Regions from separate parts of the Mus musculus genome. Here regions 2 and 3 are each linked to region 1. Evidence: chromatin contacts called from public HiChIP or PLAC-seq and Micro-C data. All regions are on one chromosome and are shown on one strand. The core of a region is the stretch at or near the end of the contact, and the rest is flanking DNA. Distances in the headings are between cores, read along the strand shown.

Region 1 (3,413 bases), core at 170-2,669:
GAGGAATCCCTTTACTTATTACCAGTATCCTCAGAATTTAGCACGAGACTGATAAGCAAGGGGTAGTCTTACGATCTACATTTCACGATCTGTCCCAGATATAAACAAAAAGTGGCAGCCGAGTTATTATAGAGCATTATTCATCGGTCACTGTGCTAGATGATCTACACTACTCCGGTACTGAGAACCGCTATGTGACAGGAGAGCATGGATGGACTTCACTCAGAAACTGGCCTACTGCGTGGCCAGTTGGAGGCTCCTTTTAGTCTCAGCAAGTAACAAGTACATGGTTTGGGAAATCACCTGCTGAGAGTTCCACTGGCCAAATGGGAAGCAGAGAGAGGGTGGACCCAATACAGAGTCCTTTCTTTGTGGGTGAAGAAGAGAGAAGCTGGATTGGAACACGGGTGGGAACATCTGCCGACCCCCAGAGTGCCACGGAGAGCAAGAATGGGAACGAAAAAAGTGCAGGATGCAGGGGAAGGGTGTCCCGGGTCTGGGAAGGGGCGTCCTTGGGGCTTGTGCGCCTTCCTCGCTTCGAGTGCACAGGTCAAGCCTCTTCCCTCCCGCGCTCTTACCCTCCCAACCTTATTTAGAAACCGTGTCCCCGAGACAGGAAGGGCGGCGGGCCGAGAAGCACGGAGCGTCCCGGCCTCATTTCCTTTCGAATCCCCCTGTGGAATTTCATTTCGTACGGTGAGGAAATCGGAGCGCGAGCCCATCGGCTGCTCTGTTGCTCCGGAGCGCCTCCCCCACGGCGACTGCAGACCGGCTGCTCCCGGCGCAGGTCGCGCCGAGTGCGGGGCGGGGCCGGGGGGCGGGCGCCAGCCCCACTGGCTAGAGGTGAAATTTTCTGCGAACTGTACCAGGCACCAGCTCTAAGCCTTTCAGGCTTTATCGCTAATCCTCCCAAGTCACTTTACGGATGAGGAACCTGACGCGGAGAGGTTGGGCAATTTGCTCAAGGTCACACAGCCAGGATTTAAAGCCACAATCTGTGTAAACCCCAAATACCGTGTTCTTTGTGTTCATTATTTTGCTTGATACAGAGGTGGCCACGGGGCCGGAGGTGACAGCTGTAAGGGGAAGGACGTGAAAGGGGCATAGATGTGGGAGCACGTCTCACCTGAAAGAGAAGAGCAGGTTGGCTGGGCAGGAGCCACGGGGCTCCATCGCCGCCTGGCCACAGCGTGCAATGGATCCGGGTGGGAGGACGCCGAGCGCCGGGAAGCCAAGCGGGGCGGGGCGCCTCTGGAGCGAGCAAGGGAGAGAGGATCAAGCCGCGGGCGGGGGCCTGACCCTTACAGCAGGAGAGGAGCCCCGCCCCTTCCCGCCCCCTCTGACCAGGGGGGGCTTTCATTGGACAGTCGCGTTGTCCGTCCCGCCCCGCCCCCGCCCTGCGAACCTCCAGCGCCACAGAGCGCTGGGGCGGTGAGAACAGCGCGGCGTAGAGTGCAGGCGGGCTTCGCCGAAAAGCCGGACTCGGCCGGCGCCGAGTTCTGGGATCGCCGCCTGCAGCCATGACCCTAGCAGTCCATCCCTCGGCCCGGGCTCCGGACGTCTGATATCCCGCACATTCTCGTACAACTGCTGGAGAGGCGACTGCTGCCCCCTTGTCGCCCTTGGCGCCTTACCGCATTCCCTATCCGGAGTTGGGAGCAGCGCGGCCACCGGCGCCCCTGTGCAAACTGGGGGTGTCTGCTAGATCAGCCTCTGCCGCTGCTGCCCGCAGCTCTGGCCATGGCCTGGCCGGGCACAGGGCCGAGCAGCCGGGGGGCGCCTGGAGGCGTCGGGCTCAGGCTGGGGCTGCTGCTGCAGTTCCTCCTGCTCCTGCGGCCGACACTGGGGTTCGGGGACGAGGAGGAGCGGCGCTGCGACCCCATCCGCATCGCCATGTGCCAGAACCTCGGCTACAACGTGACCAAGATGCCCAACTTAGTGGGACACGAGCTGCAGACAGACGCCGAGCTGCAGCTGACAACTTTCACGCCGCTCATCCAGTACGGCTGCTCCAGCCAGCTGCAGGTGGGTGCCCCTACCCCCATCCCCGGAGGACTCGGTAGACAGAGACTCCCAAACTCCTTCCTTGGAATCCCTGACAGATCGAGCCTCCTGGTCCCTTCCTAACTTGAGGGTACAACTCCTGAGAAAGTGATTTCCAACCCGCACCCCACCCCCCACTTTTCTGTCCCTCTTGGAGACTGGAAGCCAAAACGTTGTGTAAGTCATCTGGCCCGCGAAAGAACCTATTCTTACACCCCGCCCTTCCGTTTTTCTCCCCTGCCCATGTCTGGCCAAGCCCCTAACCCCAGTGGAGTTGAGGGCTATCTTTGCCAAGGATTCCGGCAGCCGCTGCTTGGTGGGCGAGTCCTGGCAGGGCAGCGGGTTGCACCTAAATCTTGGAAGGAGTGATAAGGAGACAGAACTTCGCCCTTCCAGGTCGCTCATCGACCTCCCTTTTGCCTGTATTTTTGGGTGTAGGTTACCAAATAAAACATCGCTGTCTGTTTTCTGCAGAATGCCCCGCCGTCGTCCTGCACTTTTTAGAGGTCATACAGGAAAGAGTGGTTAGGTTGGCCCGAGTTCTTTCTTGTCCTTAACGTTGGAGGCAGGTTTAATTTTTGGAAGGACTGAAAAGGCTCCAGGAAGGTAGTGTGCATATTTGAAAACTTCTTTTTTCCTTTTCTTTTTTTCCCTCCTTTTCTTAACAGTCATTAAGATGTTAAAACTTTGGTAATGTGTAATGATATAGAAGTTCTTCCTACAATAATAAGTGAAAAGTAATTTGCATATATAACATAGTTATAATTTCTCTTATACAGCTAACTTCAATGGAAAGTAGATTGGAATGAAGTTTTAAAAACTTAACACTCTCCATGTTTTGGTTGGTGAGGCTGAGTGGCTTTTATTAATAAAAAAGAAAAAAAAATGGAGGTTAGAGTTGTCCAGGTTGAAACCTTAAGAAATCTATAGTTCTGGCTGTAGCGAGATAAGAAACAGACATACGGTTTATTTACAGGCTTGGGTTTTTACATCGGTCGCTGTAAAAGCTGAGTTGTGGTTTGGGGAAGATGGTTGGGATTAGACCTGTTGCTGGAGAAATATCCCTGTAGAGGTTTCAGGGCTTCCAAACTAAGTTATAAAAGCTTAGGAAATGATCCTCTCACTCTTAGCCTGGAAACAGCACACGGTTGACATCAGTGGCAAGTTGGTTGGAGAAACAGCTTTTGCAGGGATATATATTTTTAATTACATGTATCCTGGGGAGGCAGCCAAGTTGTTTTGAAAGACAAGACTGGATCCCTTTACATGCTGGAAAATAGTTACTTGTAACTCTAGACTTCATAGACAACATCTGTAAGGAGCCAAGGAGACTGTTTATCAATGCTGGAGGAATTGAGGACAGCAACTGG
Region 2 (3,509 bases), core at 368-2,867, 170 kb before region 1:
ACTTTAAAAGTCCCTATAGTCTATAACAATCTCAAACGTATTTAAAATTCCAAAGTTCAAAGTTTCTTCTGAGATTCATGCAACCTCTGAAAAATCAAAATGAAAAAGTAGATCACATATTTCCAACATGTAATGGCACAGCACATACACTGCCAAACATTACCATTTCAAAAGGGAGAAAAGAACATATTGAGAAAATTCTGGGCCAAAGCAATACCAAAACAGTTGCACAAACTCCAAATTCTGCATCTCCAAGTCTAATGCAAAAGTCTCTTTCAATTCCTTTCAGCTTTGTTGACTGCAATACACATCTTTCTCTTGGGTTGTTTCTACTCCCTGTTAGCAGCTTTCCTTGGCAAGCATCCCATGGCTCTGACATCTCCACCATCTTAAGATCTCCAAGGAAATCTAGGCTTTAACTTCACAGCTTCACACAATGGCCTCTCTAGACCTCTACAAAGGACACTCCTGACACATGCATGCCTGGCCTTGGCGGCTTTCCTTAGTCATGCAGGGAGATTCTTTAACCCCTTTCTTCTATCCTTGTCTCCAAAGCCAGAACCACTTGACCGAAGCTGCCAAGTTCTGCTGCTTGCTGGGACTGGAACATGACCCCCTTATTCAATTGCATCGTCACCAGCTTTCTGTTCTCCAGGGTTTCCTTCACTGCCTGTAGACCAGGCAGGCCTCCAACTCTACCTTCAGATTGCTGGGATCAAAGGTGTGCATCACCACATCCATCCCTAAGCTCTTCTTTCATTCTTTTCACAAGTTGGAAGCTTAGCAGGGTGTGGTTTTGCCCAGCGGTCACCATGCCCTTTATTCCATCTAACATTAAGTTTTTCTTTAATCTGTTTATCCCCTTGTACACAAGATATAGCTCCACTCCACTTCCTGGTGCCCCATTTCTCCTTGAACTGCACATTTTGTTTTTTTTCTTGCTCAATTTGCTCCTTTTCATTATAGGTCATCATAAGGGTAAACACTAATAACTACCCAACATAGCCAATGCTGGGTTATTTTGAAATGTCCTCTGCTAAAGCTGTTAATCTATAATTCATCAATTTAGCCTCAGGCAGATTTTCTGGATAATGGCAAAAGGCAGCCACATTCTTCACAAAAATATTGTAAGAATAGTCTCTATGCCACATACCAAAATTCTTCTCCCATCAAACCTCTCCTGAAGTTAGACCTCACAGAAGTTCAAAGCACCCTCAGCACCATCTTCCTTGCTCCCAAGGGGCCATGAAGCCCTGCTTAAAGCATTCAATTGGTTTTGTAATCCAAAGTCCCAAAATCCTTATTTCCTCAAACAAAAATATGGTCCAGCATATCACAGAGTTCCCTAAGTCCCTGGCACAAACTTCTGTCTTTGTTGGAGTTTCTATTCCTGTGAAGAAGACTTCATGGCAACCCTTATGAAGAAAAACATTTAATTGGCACTGGTTTCATTTCAGAGGTTTAGTCCATTATCATCATGAGGGATGTATGGAAGCAAATAGGCAGACATGGTACTGACGAAGGGAATGATATATCTACGTCTTAATCCACAGGTAGCAAGAGAATGCCAAACTGGGCCTATCTTGAGCATCTGAGACTTCAAAGCCTACCTTCAGTAACCCACATCCTCCAACAAATCCAACCTACTGCAGCAAAGCCACACCTCCTACAACACCATTCCCCATGAGCTTATGGGGCCATTTTCATCTACTACAGTGTCCACACAGTGCTCAGCCACAAATGGGACACCTATATCACTCTACCCACCTCCAAGGCTCAGGGACCAGAGAGCAAGGGAAGATTGAAAGACTATGAGCCAGAAGCCAAGGAGGATCACTGTAAAACAGTGCCTTCTGGACATAATGGCAGCATGCCTAAACTCAGCACAGCTTGCGAGGCACAAGATGACAGCTACCATTCTAGCATGGAGTAGGAAGGACACACAGACCTCTACCCCAACTGGGGAGCTAATGAGCTGATGGCTTTGGGACAGGCAAAGTCAGCTTTCTTTAAGGGTATGGTCCCTGTTACATTGACCACAGTCCCACTGGATAGCCCCCTACCCATGAGTATATGAATAACTCAAATTGGACACAGTGAGCTATAAAATAAAGAGGGCAGAAAGTTGAGAAGGGGTGGGGAGGTAGCAAGTAAATCTGTTAGAGGTTAGAAGAAATTTTAGGGGGCTATGACTGAAATACATTGTGTGTGTGTGTGTGTGTGTGTGTGTGTGTGTGTGTGTGTGTGTGTATGTGTGTATACATATATATGAGAATTTCAGAAAATTAATAAAATTAAAATTAATTAATTTCAGAAAATTAAAAATTAAATCATTAAATTATATACTTTCAATGAAGGTAATTTCTATTTTTGTGATTAGTAAATCCATTTTAAAAACTTATCACAAGATTACACGAGGCATTTAAAAAGTTGTTTTCATCACATTTCATCTTCCTATAGATTCACTATGAACAAGAAATTTAATACATAAACATTGAAAAATAACAGTTTTACTATGAGAACACTCCATTACATATGGGGAAACTAACACTTAACTCAAATCACCAAATTCACACACTATGCCAATTTATCATTTCAAAAAAAGGAGTGGGGAGACAGTGCTCAAGTGGCTTGACATGAAAAACTGTGGGTGCAGACAAAGTCCTACTTGTCCTTATCAATAGCAAGGTTCTCAAGACTGACTGGGATTGCTCTTTCCATGGGCTTCACTTGATGATCTTATAATCCCTATAAATTACATTAGAAGTACCATTACACATAAACACACACACACACACACATATTTAGCTAACTTGTATTCAGTAATGGTTGGTATAACATGTGTATATGCAAAGAAAAGGAACATTATTTACATTGGGGGCTTTATGTTTGATTTTAACTCCTGCACTTCTCCTCTTGCTATCTATCTTTTATGCTCTTCCGGAAGTTGCCTCCCTAAAAAGAGGCTTCACGATGTCTACTCACCCGCCCAACTCATGATCTCCCCAATCCACCGTAATCTAACTTCCAGCTACTATACGAAAGCTTGCACAATGTCAGTGAGCCAAGCATTTTTAACACTGTGTCTTCAATTCAAGCCACCTAAACGATCTTTCCCATGAGCTTTGATCTCATTTGCTTCTAAGTCATGAGAAAGCTGTGTAATTTTCTGCCTGAAATTAAGGGCACCTCTTTACCATTAAATGCATATCTCTTTTCTGACCTGACTCCCTGAACCAAATCACATGGCACTTGACACTACACATAACTTCACATACAGAAAACAGAGGTAAGAATCAATCAAACATTTTTAAAAAGATAGATAGATAGATAGATAGATAGATAGATAGATAGATAGATAGAACAGACAGACATGTATTTCTATAAGCCGAAAGATCTAAATACTACTGCTTAATTCATTCTACTATTACACACAAAATTAGTTTGGTACACTCTGTACAACCCTGAATGTTTTAATGTTTACAACCATATTTGCTTCTGCATGCATT
Region 3 (3,334 bases), core at 799-3,298, 220 kb before region 1:
CAACAGATACTAATCTATAGCTATAGACGCCCATTCCTAATCTCCTCAACCAGTTATATGAGTCCACACTGTGCCTTCACCCAACAGTTAGTGGTGTTAAAGGGTTGAGTCTGTAACTGACTATTATGGTCTTTGCAGACTGGGCTTGTCCAGCTGTAGTTGCTGCTTCTGCAATTAATAGTCTACAGTGGATTTTACCAAATGTCCTTCCTAAAAGATTGTGAGCTGGAAGTTTAGCTACTGAACTAAACCCCAATCAGTCCATGGGGACAGAACAACTCAATCCTTTACAATCTGACACTGCAAATGTCTCAACTAAAAGAATGGAGCTAACACAAAACAAAACAAAACAAAACAAAACAAAACAAAACAAAACAAAACACCCCTTCACTCACTGAGCTAATCCCAGATGTACAAGTTCCAGTACAGAAATGTAAGAAGTATGAGAAAGTGGAAACAGTATCACCTCTATGGATTAGATTGCAGTGGCAGTGACTTGGATGAAAGCCCACATAGAGAATTAAAATGAGTACTCATAAGAAGATTCAGTAAAGACAAAGGGAACACAAACCCCTGAATGATTCAAAGAGAACACAAACAAATCTGAATGAATAGTAAAGTCAGTTCAGGGCATGAAGAGGAAACTCAATAGAAATGTTGAAGAAAACAGAACTAATAAAAGTTTGAAAAATAAAAATAAAATCTAAAATTTTGTAAACAAGGATAAAGGAAAATGAAGCTTCACACTAGACCTCAAATTTTACAAATATGTGTGCATACACACACACACACATATACACACATATGTAGCTTCACACTAGACCTCAAATTTTACAATAATATGTGCATATATATATATGTATATATATATGTATGTATGTACACACACATACACACACACACACACACACACACACACATATCAAAACTGCCTTGAAGGCAAGTATAACTCCAGTGTTTTCCAACTATATTAAACATCTGTCCTTCGAGAAAAGCCCAGCAGTGTTATCATTACTGAGCTGCAAATAAGCCCCTTTGCTTGCAGAAATAATCTGCTCGACAGAATTTTACTAGCTGGGGTAAGGAACGAGGGTGGGGAAGGTGAAATCATTGCCCTTTGCAGACAGAAAACTTTCTACTTGGAACAGAGATAGATCTGACTCATCTAGAGCATATGGACTTTAAGATCCGTAACTGTAAACAGTAGGGTCCAGGCCTGGGTGGTCTGTGTTATGTCCAACAATATATAAATTGGCTTATCCTCAAAGTATATATTTCCATTTTATTATTCTGAGTCATGAAAATATTCAGTCTGTTAAAAAACAGAACCATTTTCAATCCAATCTTTCATCAAAAGGTCCACGTTTTCAATTCACAGTTGAGGACTCTTCTACTCATTAAATTCATGAAAAGATAAATGTCTTTACTGGCATCTTACAGAACATCTAAATAAACTGAAGGTACCCAGTGGGAAATAAACTGAGTGTTATGACTGTCTCTGTTAGTTTCTGCACACTGGCTAATAACAAGCCTAATGGATGAGACGGAAGGAGGAATGCCATGGTGTCACTTTTTCTCTCTGAGGATTTGGAACAGGATAGAAGCCATCTAATCCTTCTTCTAGATTGACTATGCCTCTCGGTTTCTTTAAATACTATGTCACAATGGCCACTGATGTTTAAATGTGTCTGAAAGAATATTTATCGATCTTATCAAAGATACCAATTATTTTCTGGAGGTCTTAAGACTCCTATTAAAATTTGTTCGTCTAACAGACTCAGTGCAAAAGGGGAAGAAAGTACTCTGTCCCAGTGTCGTATGGTAAGACGGTTCTCAAAGCACCCAACTTACTCTCACTGAATGAAAGTAAAGTCCAGATTCCTCATGGATAACAGGAGCTTGGCCTGACTCAGGATATTTCTCCATACCTGCTTAATAAATTTGGTAGACAGTATTTTCAAGTATTTTAACAGACATACCACCAGAGTATGAGACGCTAAGTGCATCAAGGGCAGTGTGTAGGAAGGAAAGTCTTGGCTCCCGGCTAGATTTCTCACTACTGAGTTGTAAAATGATGATTAAATATTCTTTGTTCTGCTCTAATTTCTCCCTTCCAGAGCTGACCTCAGTGTGAAATTCTTTCTCGGTGGAAAGTAAGTGAACTAGCAGGAACTATTTTAGATGCCTGGCTGTTTCCCAGGAAGTACATATGGACACAGATGCTTGCACATATCCAAGGCATCCAGTTCTAATCAGTAACTGCGATGCCAAAATACTTTTCTGTACAAGTAAATCATATTTTTTATTCCACAATATCTAAGTAACAGGAATTTTAATCTTGCACATTTAATAATCCTGCAATTTTGTTAATTCAAGAATTCCAACAAACTTTACCATCTTACAACTGTTGCGCTTATTTTACCAGAACAGGCGGGATAGTGAATACTTACATTGTTAGTATTGTGGAAGATGATGTTGAGTTTGACTTGAAATCTACACATTGTACAACCAGAAACAAATATACTTATTTAAATCTAAATAAATAAAATCCAATGCTAGAAGAAAATAAATATTTTTTTAAAAAATAACATTTTAATAAGAAAAAAGCATTTATGCTGATTCATTAAAAGTATTCTAATTATATGAAAAATAAGAAAATATGAGTATTTTCCTTTCTTCAGCATTGTAAGACATTATTTATTAACAGAAATCAGGAGCGCATACCACAGAGCACTTCTCATGTGTGGTAAAATTTACAATTTTAAAAGTTCTAATCTAAACACAAGTGACTGCTTTATGAAGCAAGCAGCTCACTTCCTACTGTGAATAAACATGTTCCCTTTATAAATATCTTAAAAGAGGATGGTGGTAAATAGTTATGTCATCCATATTTCTGTTTATTGTGCCTAATGCTGATGTTTAATGTGGCATTAAAATAACATATTAGCAACGGCAATTTGTCTTTGAGACAAGGTCTCATACTGTACTCCAGGCAAGCCTTCAACTCACTGTTAGCTCAAATTAGCCCTGAACTCATGGTGTTCTTTCTGCCTTACAGGAATGTGCTTACATACAACTAGAATCTTCTAGTTTTCCAGGTATGCTTATCAAAGCAGACTTATTTAGGAACCTTAAGTTTTGATGTCATATGGTCTCATACATAGTACAGTATCTTATCGTGTGCATGTGTGCATGTTTGTACTCGTGTGTGTGCTAGTGCATCAAGAAGTCAACCCTCAGGCACTGTCAACCTTAGGAGCTGTCACCCCTGTGTTTTAGAGGTGGGGTCTCCCATCAGCCTAGCACTCGCCACTGAGACCCCCTGGCTTTCACA

What was found. A called contact is a pair of places that touch in the nucleus more often than the background predicts. HiChIP or PLAC-seq counts read pairs in DNA pulled down with a chosen protein or histone mark.
Region 2: a contact with region 1 is called in an H3K4me3 HiChIP or PLAC-seq map of the SCID.adh cell line, with 13 read pairs. The contact joins the enhancer-like site here to the promoter of Fzd4 in region 1. A contact is called at or near these places in 3 of 39 promoter capture datasets (the 3T3-L1 cell line, liver and neutrophils), 2 of 15 datasets of contacts at CTCF or cohesin (CD8 T cells and the NIH/3T3 cell line), 3 of 484 Hi-C or Micro-C datasets (LSK cells, myeloid progenitors and nephron progenitors), 20 of 115 datasets of contacts at active chromatin or transcription factors (the SCID.adh cell line, bone marrow-derived macrophages, cardiomyocytes and 12 more) and 4 of 9 other capture datasets (adipose tissue, embryonic stem cells, liver and 1 more).
Region 3: a contact with region 1 is called in a Micro-C map of muscle stem cells, with 4 times the contacts expected there. The contact joins the enhancer-like site here to the promoter of Fzd4 in region 1. A contact is called at or near these places in 9 of 39 promoter capture datasets (the 3T3-L1 cell line, cancer-associated fibroblasts, cranial neural crest and 5 more), 1 of 15 datasets of contacts at CTCF or cohesin (pro-B cells), 77 of 484 Hi-C or Micro-C datasets (the AML12 cell line, B cells, B-cell progenitors and 45 more), 31 of 115 datasets of contacts at active chromatin or transcription factors (the NIH/3T3 cell line, the SCID.adh cell line, SST interneurons and 23 more) and 3 of 9 other capture datasets (adipose tissue, liver and pancreatic islet).

Annotation. Positions count from the first base shown.
Region 1 is chr7:89,402,947-89,406,359 of GRCm38.p6, forward strand. It overlaps Fzd4 (frizzled class receptor 4), which reads left to right and starts at 1,420. Exons shown (of 2, transcript NM_008055.4): 1 at 1,420-2,025. The coding sequence starts at 1,741. It also overlaps a transcript of Tmem135 not described here.
Region 2 is chr7:89,231,089-89,234,597 of GRCm38.p6, forward strand. All of the region lies in intron 5 of Tmem135 (transmembrane protein 135), which reads right to left. Among named protein-coding and RNA genes, the nearest start is that of Tmem135, 110 kb to the right of the region's middle. Within about 2 kb of position 1,618, at least 11 of the 459 cell types and tissues checked have an H3K27ac peak or open chromatin away from gene starts, as enhancers often do. A contact at or near this core is called in the SCID.adh cell line, memory CD8 T cells and neural progenitor cells, where this site is marked.
Region 3 is chr7:89,181,958-89,185,291 of GRCm38.p6, forward strand. The region is part of intron 6 of Tmem135 (transmembrane protein 135); the gene reads right to left. Among named protein-coding and RNA genes, the nearest start is that of Tmem135, 160 kb to the right of the region's middle. Within about 2 kb of position 2,049, at least 6 of the 459 cell types and tissues checked have an H3K27ac peak or open chromatin away from gene starts, as enhancers often do. A contact at or near this core is called in muscle stem cells, where this site is marked.